Regions from separate parts of the Bombyx mori genome. Here region 1 is linked to region 2. The links are chromatin contacts, called in public Hi-C maps. All regions are on one chromosome and are shown on one strand. Each heading gives the region's core, a stretch centred on a gene start, on an enhancer-like site or on the middle of the called end of the contact. The rest is flanking DNA. Distances are from core to core; before and after follow the strand shown.

Region 1 (5,993 bases), core at 2,927-5,426, 34 kb before region 2:
GCCTTTAGATCAAAAGTTCAGGTCAATCATGTTTGATCAGAAAGTTTGGTAATAGACCATGGACATTTCCTGGTAGTTCATAGGAGCAGCTCCCTTTATGATAGGGTTTTGAACGCTCATAGATTAATATCAGTACTCTGGTCATGTTTACCATTAAGCCATGGTGCGATATTTATTGTAATGCATTGAAAAGTCCCTCTTATATATCACTGATTTAATCTATGAACTTTACGGTACTTTTTTTATTGCTTAGATGGATGGACGAGCTCACAGCCCACCTGGTGTTAAGTAGTTACTGGAGCCCATAGACATCTACAACGTAAATGCGCCACCCACCTTCAGATATAAGTTCTAAGGTCTCAAGTATAGTTACAGCGGCTGCCCCACCCTTCAAACTGAAACGCATTACTGCTTCACGACAGAAATAGGCAGGGCGGTGGTACCTACCCCGCGGACTCACAAGAGATCCTATCACTAGTGAAAAAATAAATAGATATAAATAATAGAAATAAATTAGAATCAGTGGTAAAAAATATAGAACTTACTTGGCAAAAAACAATAACGTTGGATCCAATTTGTCTTTGTACGTGATGACAGATGGAACCAACATAGACACCAAAATAGCGAATGACAGAAGAAAAGTACCAAACTTCCTCCAACGCCACAGGCTGTAGATGAATATCGGAGCCACAAAGAATAACTGTGTGTCCACAGATAAATACCATGATTGGAACATGCACTGAAAATATTAAAATACAATTAATCTAAAGTTTTATCATAAGAATATTTTATGTTGCTTTCCGTAATATGTTGTAACATGAAGACACGTAATAATATGGTGTAATATGAGGAAACATTTAATAAAATTAAATCTGCATAATGTTGATCCAGTTCTTAGCGACCTTGACCAATTTCCTAAGCCTAATTCTGCAATACTTTTTCTTCATAAGAGTTAAACATCCTTAGATGGATAGACCAATACATGGACTTTCTTTTAGCTACTGTACTTGACTACCACAAAAATGTTGATAAACTTAAATAACAAAATATTTATATCTAAAATATCTGAATACTTTCACAAAATAAGCTATTGTACAGCATTGTCATTCGAACTATACAGACGGAATGTTTTTATTTTGACGAAATCCACAAACGGAATTTGTAGTCATAGAAACATTTGTACTTTGAGACCACATTCTTCGATATTAACAAGAAATTCCTTCACAAATACTTTTATCGTGTAAATATCTCATCACAAAGAAAAACTTACCAAAGATCGGATTTTAGACATGTACAAAAGATCACAAGTACGGATCAAGAAATAAATAGTGTTTATTCAATAAAAACCATAAACGAATTCATTATGTAAAAATAGATGTGGCAAAAACCACAGACTTGTGCCAAATCATAACCAAGTAAATTGAACCGTAAAAATCTATAAAAAAAGCAATTACCATTTGGTCAGTGTTCACGTAGTTATTGATGTATAAGATATTAGCCCACCAGGATTCCATGCAGCGCTCACGCTCTAGTAGCAGTCGATCATCCCATAGCGGGCCCTCTCCGATCTTCGGGAACCAAGTCATATAGAATAATATGATAACTGCATATGCCGGAGTTACCCTTTAGACAAAAATGTAGATATTCAGCACTTAAAAACAATGTATCGTGATGAGTCAGTGTGAAGTGTTCTGGGATGCCACTTTGGGAATCTTTGTAAGTAAATTGCAAGGCTTTAGTTATGGCAAAATTTAAAACTTAAAAAACATTACTTAGTAACAATTACAATTAATAACGAACAACTCCGAAATAAAATCTTCTATTAGAACTAAGATGTTCGTTCCTAACCTTTAACTTATATCACAATAAATACCTACACATATGTATCAAAATGATTACTAACCTGATATACCGGAATACCAAAATTGGAATAACGTTAAGTTTTCCTCGTCTTTTATCCAGTTCTATGAGAAGAAGTCGGCAAAAGAGAAAAGCGCTCAGGAACAAGAATGTGTCCACGAGCAAAGCGTTGTTCAACATGAAACCATTTAGCGGTGTTCTGATTAGCTAGAATAATGGGATTACATTTTACTATAAAAAATTTAAGAAATGTAATAAATAATAATATCTACTAATAGGATTTGGGCTACATATTTCAAATAACCGCTGTAAGAAACGCTATTTTTAAAAGAGCCAAAAAATGAGCATTGCTAAAGTTTTTTCCTAAAAACCATTATCAGTAAGATACAAAAACAAGTAATTCGGAGTAAGCAATTACGAGAACAATCAAAATATATTAGTCCAAGATTTCAACATAGTCCAGCTTGCATTTTCTTATAATATACGTTGGAATATATAGCATGTAAACGTTCAAAAAATATAAGACAAAGATGAAAGAGGAACTCTCTGTGTATTCGGAGTTGAATGGTTACAGACTTAATACTGTTGGCTGTTTTGTCTTTTTTATTGCGTTTGCAGGCACACGAACATCTGGCCTATCTGATGGTGAGTGGTTACCGTCACTTATGGACGAGTAATACCAAGGATAGAACCAAGCCGCTGCCTACCGCTGTCTGTCTCATCACTCGAACGAAGTCTATGGCTACCAAATTAGAAGCAATGATAATTTTGTGGAAACTATAATTGAGATTTTTTTAATTGCTTCGACGGGTGAACTAACTGCCGGCCAACTTGAAACAAGTAGTTAACAAAGCCCATAGAAAGCCCACAACGTAAAAGTCGCCACTTTGAGACATGAGTTCTATAGTACAGCAGTTGTAGCATCCTTCAATCTGGAACGCATTACTACATCACGGCTGAAATAGGCAGGATCGTGATTCTTACTCAGGCAGCCTCACAAGATGATCCACCTCTACAAGCTTAGATGGTGATACTTGACAAATCTGTCCGCAATATAATATAAAAAGACAACTCACTCTATCCCAAGCAGTAGCATCCATAACAGGTCCACTGGCTATGAATAGACAGGCATGGCCGCCCAAAATAAAGATCATAGACAGCGCTTTGATCCCAGTTACGCATTCTAAGCCAAGATTTCCCTGCTGTTTCGTTGATATAATCTTCTTTACATTATTGATGACAGAGAATGACGTTATCAGTTCCGTGATCACGGAATCCTTTTTCTTCCCCATGTAGATGATGAAGATTTCGAAAATGGTGCTAAGTGTTAGAATGGTCATGAACACGAGAATTAAGGACCTGCGAACACAAAATATGCAGCTCATTATTATGCGCTAATTTAATTTACAATTTTTTTTAAACACCATTCACTATTGGAACCATTCCTCTGAGGAATTGTTTGAGATGATACCGACATCTCGCTTTTACCATCGCACCGCCCGCCACCGGAGTACAGTTCATCCATACTACCTGGAGCCACTACGTTCATCGACAGTGCGTTTCCAGAGATCTTTTTTGCCACGTACCATCCAGCTATGGAATGAGCTCCCCTCCACGGTGTTTCCCGAGCGCTATGACATGTCCTTCTTCAAACGAGGCTTGTGGAGAGTATTAAACGGTAGGCAGCGGCTTGGCTCTGCCCCTGGCATTGCTGACGTCCATGAGCGACGGTAACCACTCACCATCAGGTGGGCCGTATGCGCGTCTGCCTACACGGCAATAAAAAAAATATATTTTGAACTCCCAATTACATAATTGAAACGGGTGTCTACACAAATTGGTGTTTTCAGATTAATGTAATTGATTATTTATGTATGTATATCCCCAGCCTCTGCCATAGGAACTATGACCGTGAAGCATATTTCACTACATTGAGTACATAATTCATTTAATATTAATTAATTGCAAAATATTTTCAAAGAAATAGTTACAGCTGTTGACTTTGATGCTTCGGATTTTCAAACGAACAAACAGCTATAAAATATTAAACATTTTTGATGACGGATATATCAATACCCGTTTTCTGAACTAGTTTCTATTCACATTTCTACAGCTTTCGTATTCATATACACAACGAAAGTTCAAACCAAAGAAGCAGTTTTGTGTCATAAAAAAGCAGCCAAAGAGTTAATGAACAATAATATTAACTTTCCACGAGTGATCTATCATCATACGTCATAAATAAATAGGAAAAAGGAAGCGAGGAAGACGTAGCTTACGGAATATGTTTGTTTTGCTCGCAATGTTGCGCGCCTTCTAGTAATATAACAAGTTTTCGTTTGATTACAAGTTTTGCTATTTTCATTGTGTTCGTTTATTTGGTACCTCGTGGACCGTTTTATTCATTATACGATTTTGGAATCTTTATTTTGCTCCTCAAGCAGCTATGTACTAGTATTTGTATCCGCAGTATTTATATTCGGCAGTATCAACTATCAACACTAGAATATTTTGCTATACTGCACAGATGGGGACTGCGACCCAATTAGAAAGTAACGTAGTACAAATTTCGATCTTAAGGCTTCGTCAAACGTTTTTTACTGGTGGTAGGACCTCTTGTGAGTCCGCACGGGTAGGTACCACCGCCCCGCCTATTTCTGCCATGAAGCAGTAATGCGTTTCGGTTTGAAGGGTGGGGCAGCCGTTGTGACTATACTGAGACCTTAGAACTATATCTCAAGGTGTGTGGCGCATTTACGTTGTAGATGTCTATGGGCTCCATTAACCACTTAACACCAGGTGGGCTGTGAGCTCGTCCACACATCAAAGCAAAAAAAAAAAAAAACGCGTATAATAGCCGGCAAACTTCTTGAGCATTTGTTGACGTAGTGGGGGTAAGTTTGCGCATGGTACACTCACGTGCAAAAACATTATTTACGCTGCGTCATAATGCAATTAAATTATTAAAATAAACATATGTATTTATTTATATATTTATTAGAACATCAACAAAAAATATAGGTTAATAATTGTAATAATTTAATCTTGGGGTAAAATAGATATTCCTTCTATTAAGTCAAGTCAACTAGAGCTGTTGCCAGGTCTTGGTTCAGTTGAAGCGAAGCTGGTATTTGTAATTTTTTTTTCGTTATCATAATCTTGACCATCATCATCATCACTGTTTTCATCACCCGAGTCGCTATCATCGTGATGAGTCGACATAGGGCTCATCGGTATAGTTTACAACTCGGTCGTTCGATCTTCTTTTTTGTCTATAATTAATTATTTTTTTAAGATATGTATTCGATTCGTAGTAATCGAATGTTACTTTTTTCAATTACCAGCTTCCGATTATTTTCTGTTTTTTTTTTCATCTGAAGCCTAGCTCTTTCATAATTCGTCGTAAACTTCATTCCGAGCCATTAAAATGTATATCTTCTTTAAATTTTTCGAAGCCTTTCTACGGTACGGAGTTTCGCTGCTTGTTATGTAGTTATTATGATTACATCTTTTTATTACAGATTGAACGAAACTATCCATTCCGGTAACTTTCTTCTTCCCTGATCTTTTCTTACCCGGAGTCCCAAACACGGCGAGCAAGCCAGAGCCTTTAGCTTCGCTAATAATGCACCTAACAGTACTCACTGGTGTTTTTGTTGTTTCCGAAGTCTGTTTTACTTTTTTCATATTATTTTTCCCCTGTTTTATAATGAAGCAATATACGTCGTACACAATTTTTCTACCCTTTCTTTTGATTACTACACCAGTTTGTCGCGGCATAGTGTATTTTTTATAAAAAATCAACAAACACTCAACAAATAGCAATGGCAACAAAGTCAACAAGCAATTATAACAAATAACTTAACGATTAATAACGATAGACTTTTTACTGTACGCAAGCGTACTTTTGGGAGCAAGCGGAACGAGGGCGCGGTGCGGGGCGCAAGGTTCGACTGATCTACCAATAACGCGCTCGATACGATTTCCCCTGGCGCCGCGCCTCACCCTCACCACCAAAGTGATCTAAAATTCGGTTCTGCGCAGTCAAGGTCATTTGCTCAAGATGTTTGCCGGTTACTATACTTAGCGCTGCGTTTTAACGTCGCGCTCTTTACACGTAAGACAAATTGACT
Region 2 (6,263 bases), core at 3,189-5,688:
AAAACAAATAAACCAAAACAAAAAGCCAACATCACGTGGTGTTCCTAGGCGGTCACCCATCCAAGTACTGACCACGCCCGATGTTGCTTGACTTCGGTGTTCGGACAAGAACCGGTGCTTTCAACATGGTATGGACGTTGACGAATGTGCTTTTGCATTTTACCAACCAGAAGTCTTGGTTGTTACGAAATCCCAAAACAAATAAACCAAAACAAAAGGCCAACATCACGTGGTGTTCCCAGGCGGTCACCCATCCAAGTACTGACCACGCCCGATGTTGCTTGACTTCGGTGATCGGACGAGAACCAGTGTATTCAACATGGAATGGACGTTGGCGATTGTCCTTTCGCATTTCACCAACAAGAAGTCTTGGTCGCTACGAGATCCCAAAACAAATAAACCAAAACAAAAAGCCAACATCACGTGGTGTTCCCAGGCGGTCACCCATCCAAGTACTGACCACGCCCGATGTCGCTTGACTTCGGTGATCGGACGAGAACCGGTGTATTTAACATGGTATGGACGTTGGCGACTGTACTTTCGCATTTCACCAACAAGAAGTCTTGGCCGTTACGACATCCCAAAACAAATAAACTAAAACAAAAGGCCAACATCACGTGGTGTTCCCAGGCGGTCACCCATCCAAGTACTGACCACGCCCGATGTTACTTGACTTCGGTGATCGGACGAGAACCGGTGTATTCAACATGGTATGGACGTTGGCGACTGTACTTTCGCATTTTAACAACAAAAAGTCTTGGTCGTTACGATATCCCAAAACAAAAAGCCAACATCACGTGGTGTTCCCAGGTGGTCACCCATTCAAGTACTGACCACGCCCGATGTTTAAAAGGTATGTTGATCAAATTATACGTAGGAATCAAATGTTTTATTATTTTATAACTAGCTAATATATATTTTTTTTATGTATCAGCCCACTGACATCCACTGACTTTATTGCTGAGATGGGTGGACGAGTTCACAACCCACCTGGTGTTAAGTGTTTACTGGAGCCCATAGACATCTACAACGTAAACGCCACCACCCACCTTGAGATATGAGTTCTAAAATCTCAGTATAGTTACAACGGCTGGCCCACCCTTCAAGCCGAAACGCATTACTGCTTCACGGCAGAAACAGGCAGAGCGGTGGTACCTACCCGTGCGGACTCACAAGAGGTCCTACTTTTTATGTAATAATGCCGTATCTTCCGGCTTTGGGTGACTTGAATCACCTATTTTATACAAACAACGATTAGAACATAAATCGAAAACCGGTGATTGAAAATAATGTAGATATATAGGTATACTATAGTTTTTTTTTTTGTGGATGCTTTTTTGAAAATCAGCATTTTCTCGATGAGTATTGTTATTGACTTAATGGTCACGTTTAACCTGTTTACTTTGTTGAATCGACAAAATACAGTGTAATTTTCAAATTAGTACCGAGCGAAAAAGAAAAATCGCGTTGTATTTTTTACACTAGTTTTTTTTTTATTGCTTAGACATGTGGACGACCTCACAGCCCACCTGGTGTTAAAAGATATAAGTCCTAAGATCTCAGTATAGTTGCTACTTATTTTGTATTTTGTATTTACTTTCATATTTTTAGTATTTATTTGCATTTAATCGTATTTAAGTCTATCTTATATTGTATTTATTTTTCACATGTGTGTATAAGTATATATTTTTATGTAAGTTTATTAAGATATAGCACCGTCCAGTTCGCTTATTCCTCTCCCTGCAAGGTTGCCTGGAAGAGATCGCTTTCAGAGATAAGGCCGCCAATTTATGTCACCGACTATTATTTGTTTTTATATGCTTACCTTGTACATATGGTGTAAAGTGTTATATTAGTATTATTATTATTATAGTTACAATGGCTGCCCCACCCTTCAGTCCGAAACGCATTACTGCTTCACGGCAGAAATAGGCAGGGTGGTGGTACCTACCCGCACGGACTCACAAGAGGTCCTACCACCAGTAGTTATTGATACGAGCAAAGCAATCTTTTTATTTTAAGTAGTTACCGGAGCGTTCGTAAAATCGCAACGTTAATTTCGGCAGCTGTCTTGAGATATAAAGATCAAAGGCTCAATTAATATTGGTTAACTGATATACCGCATTTCAACCGAAACGCACAGTTGCTTTTTATTATCTTTGTATACAGATTAACGTTCGGTACTGCTCACCGCCGAGTACTCTTTGCAGACCTCGTCTCGGAGGAAATGTCATAGCGCTCAGAAAACACGGTGGAGGATAGTTCATTCCAAAGCCGTACGGTGTTTGGCAAAAAGCACCACTAGAAGCACAATGCGGATAAACGCTGCGCTTTTACATAATACGGATGAATCCTGCTTTAGTTCAATCTCTGATATATCATATGTTAAATTTAAAAAGTTCATCGTTAAAGTTGAATTTACTAAATACCAACAAGGTCGTTTAGGATCTTTTATAGAAGTTTAAAAAAATATTATTTGTGACTATCAAAAAATTAATTCACGAGCGAAAGCTAGAATTATATGGCTTTCACCTCTGCGTCTAAATATAGACACAAAAATCAAATTTATCTCTCATCCTACAGCGTTAACGCGATCAGTAAATACAAGAAGAGCATTTGGCCCTATACACGTGAATGACTAAAGTAAGCAGTCTGTAGTGTGTGAATAGCCGAAACATCTTTTACATTTTAAAAAAACTTATACAGACTAAGCAACAGAGTACTTGATTCAAGTATGTATTTCTATAGAAGATATTTGTTAACTTGATTAATAAAGTGTTTGCATTGAAATGACGCAGTTGCCAATTCAAGATATTTCCATGGAGACTTGACGTAAGTGGATGGTCACTACGCTATAAAATAAATCAAATTGTATCATAGACCAGACCTGCTTTAAGACAAAAAATTACAAGCATCGGGTTTATTAGGAAGATCTTTTACTGGTGGTAGGACCTCTTGTGAGTCCGCACGGGTAGGTACCACCACCCTGCCTATTTCTGCCGTGAAGCAGTAATGCGTTTCGGTTTGAAGGGTGAGGCAGCCGTTGTTCTATACTGAGACCTTAGAACTCATATATCAAGGTGGGTAGCGCATTTACGCTGTAGATATCTATGGGCTCCAGTAACCACTTAACACCAGGTGGGCTGTGAGCTCGTCCACCCATCTAAGCAATAAAAAAAATGAAAAAAGATCAGAATACGTGAGAGTCGTGAGACGCTTTCTCACTAAAAATCATAATGTTTGGTAGAACGCACCAGTATTCCTCATATACGTCGCGTTAGAACCACGAACAGAGAATTCACCTTAACCATAGTGGAACGCATTACGGCTTCGCAGGAGAGATCGGTGGGATGGTGGCACCCACCCTTGCGGACTCAGAATTCCCGCTACCACCACAAAAATGGTAATTGGCAATCGTAGTGTACTCATTTGATACTCAGAAAACGCTGCAGCCTATTTTGCTACTTTACGAGTTCGATAATACACATCGCATGAGATTTTCTTTGCTCATTAAGAAAACATTAAATTAACCTTAAAAAGCTATCATAATTGTTTTTTCAAGAATTATTTAAATTAATTATTAAAATTAAAATTAATAATAAATTAATTAATTATTAAAATTAGACATCACACGATAACTCAAAGCAGTTAAATCTCAGAGTTCATTTTTTTTTTTTAATTTGCTCTAACCAGAATATGTTAGAATATGTTACATGTGTGTCCTTGCTCAAATTTAACAGCTAATATAGCGCCAAATCATAATTTTGATATAATTTTTGAATTTAAAAAGAAATAATGTCAACTTAACTTTAAAAAAAAATCTTCTCTATTCATCTAACTATATAGAAAAAAATTGCATATCTTCTAAAAAATTTAGACATAACATAAGTAAGTACTTACTCTTCAACGCCCATCTTTTGTTCAAAAGTAGCCCGTCCAGAAACTTGTATCCATGGTCTCTGCAGGCATTATCTTTGAGAGAGGCTATAGCACTGGTTAAGGATAACAGATCACTCGCAAGAACTACTGAGGACGCATAATCAGGAGACTCCCCGATCACCCTGACTTGAGTGTCTTTTGTGTCCCCTTCGTATTCGTTATAAGCAGGATTCCTTTGCGAAGCTCGTTCGGTTCTATTCGCAACGAATTTCGCGATTAAATCCCTATCTAAGCCGAGCTTATCGGCTGTCCTATTCAAAAGCGCTAAATCTTGTTCATTTACCGTTCTATTAGAATCTAATAACGGGGTTAGTCTAGCGAGGGCATCGGTATTTGTTATGTTAAAATTTTGCGTGGAAACAACCGCTACTAAAAATATTAGTAATGTGAATGTCATGAAATCCATCGCGGCGAAGGCGTGCGCACGCGGCGCATTGACCAACTGACTGAGGTGCCTAGCCGGAACCTTAACAGTCGGTCGATACAGCCTCGATTCAAATAAAGGCTCTTGTCCATTACGATATTGTAATCGGTTCATTGTTACGTATTTTACTGAGCACCCGAATTTTTTTTTACAATGGTAATCTACTCTATGCATCCAATGACGTCACGCGACCCGACGATTTGACATTAATTAATAAGAATAAAAAAAAAAAACCGAAACGACTAGAGGTTTCGAGTATGAAATTCCTTTGATGGAAAAAATTACGAATTAAATAAAAGAGTATAAAATAAATTTAGAATAGGATAGTACTAGTGTAAAAGCCTTTGTGACCGGCATCACTTTTATTCTGGACTACTAAGTGTTTGTGGAAATATTTGAAAAAAAAATCTCAATCGGCTTCAGAGGAATAACATGACAAGGAATTATAAAAAAAAATGTGTATCCTTTATAGACTCTTGAAATCTATTTTCAATTTAAATTTATAACTTTTCTTTTTTGTGAAAATTCTGTTTCATTCAATTTCAAAATCGTGTCATTGCAACTACTGGCAAGCACGACCATAGAGATTGTTTTTACATTATTCTAGGTGGTCCGCGAGAAAGTTATTCAGAGAGGGCACAACCCTCAGCATTGAGGACTATCGATCGAGCACGGGGATGTGTATAACTTTATTACAAAATACAGTCCATTTTTATTTGAATGTTCTCTAGGATGCAGGCATAACTTAAGTAACTATCACAAAGCCTTCTGAAATTGTTTAAAGTATTCTTGTCAAGTATTGCTGCAATTACTTGTAAGGCGCATGTTTGAGCTGAACAATATTTTTAGAAATGTATGAACAGTGTGCTTATTGCGAATTTTTAACGTTCTGAATATCGTAAAAGTTAACTCAAATTTGTATCTTACAAAATAAGCTAGAATTAATACAAGAAACAACGTCGAGCTTAGAGTGTCGTTCTATCGAGTAAAAACACCTACTGGGTAGAAAATCTTCACCTACATAGTTGACGTCTTGAAGGGATTAAATTTCGGTGGAAAACAATCCATTTACTTTTTTTTTTTATTGAATATTTACTGGTGGCCCGGAGGCCTTTCCAGTTTCACCAGGACAGGTGGGCGAGCAAAGGCTCAGCCAGGAGGGGTGGGATTTGCTAACAGCTACCCGAGCGCCTCCGAAGGAGACCTAACAGCTCAAGAGCAGCTGCTTCGCAAATGAATCTACTACCGGATCGGAATCGCGACCCGCTGAGAAGATCCGGCGAGAAACTCAGCGAGCTGATTCATGGGTTAGGTTGCACGGCGAACTCTTTGTCGAGTTCGACGAGTACGGTTACCGGGGTCCCTAAGCCTGCTCCTAGTGTTGGAGCTGAAGGCGTCTAATGCACAGGCCATTTACTATTACACTAGGTGTAGTTGAGCTCATGGTCTTGTAATCCCTATGCAGCTATCGAAGCCCACAGGACAACAAAGTGAATTCCGCCACCTATTCCGAGACACACCCTCAATCCTTAATATATTGACTGCTCTTCGCTTACATTCTTCTAAATGCGCCCTAGTGTCCATTTCCACTAATAATCTAACAGGTTTAAAATTACACATAATTAAGTTTCCAAGTACCTCATTAAATTAAGCCATTAAACATAAAATATTATTATTTTTTAATTTAGCATATAATTTAATTTAGCAGTGAATAAAACGGAAAACACATTTCAAATTACGTTTAATTAAAACAAGAATGCTATCTTATGTTTCGAAAAAATTGAGCACCATCTTCATTGTTAGCTGTCCACTCCCATTCATCCAGTTCGTTGTCTTCTCTAGAATAAGGTCTTTCGTCATACTCCCTTTCCACCCAAGCCTCCTCTCCCCCTTGTTCTTC

The links. Hi-C and Micro-C count contacts between places; a contact is called where the count stands out from the background.
Region 1: a contact with region 2 is called in a Hi-C map of posterior silk gland, with 2.4 times the contacts expected there. The contact joins the enhancer-like site here to the promoter of LOC101746685 in region 2. A contact is called at or near these places in 2 of 7 Hi-C or Micro-C datasets (posterior silk gland and whole pupa).

Annotation. Positions count from the first base shown.
Region 1 is chr13:3,528,889-3,534,881 of ASM3026992v2, reverse strand. It overlaps LOC101746685 (nose resistant to fluoxetine protein 6), which reads right to left. Exons shown (of 13, transcript XR_009974614.1): 4 at 2,937-3,219; 5 at 1,904-2,067; 6 at 1,455-1,623; 7 at 546-739. All of the region lies in intron 2 of LOC134199939, which reads left to right. Among protein-coding and RNA genes, the nearest start is that of Defensin2, 22 kb to the left of the region's middle. Within about 2 kb of position 4,176, at least 2 of the 8 cell types and tissues checked have open chromatin away from gene starts, as enhancers often do.
Region 2 is chr13:3,494,462-3,500,724 of ASM3026992v2, reverse strand. LOC101746685 (nose resistant to fluoxetine protein 6) reads right to left here and starts at 4,438. Exons shown (of 13, transcript XR_009974614.1): 1 at 3,901-4,438. LOC101744370 reads right to left here. Exons shown (of 12, transcript XM_004928055.5): 12 at 6,088-6,263. The coding sequence ends at 6,123. It also overlaps LOC119629437, LOC119629448, LOC119629447 and LOC119629417.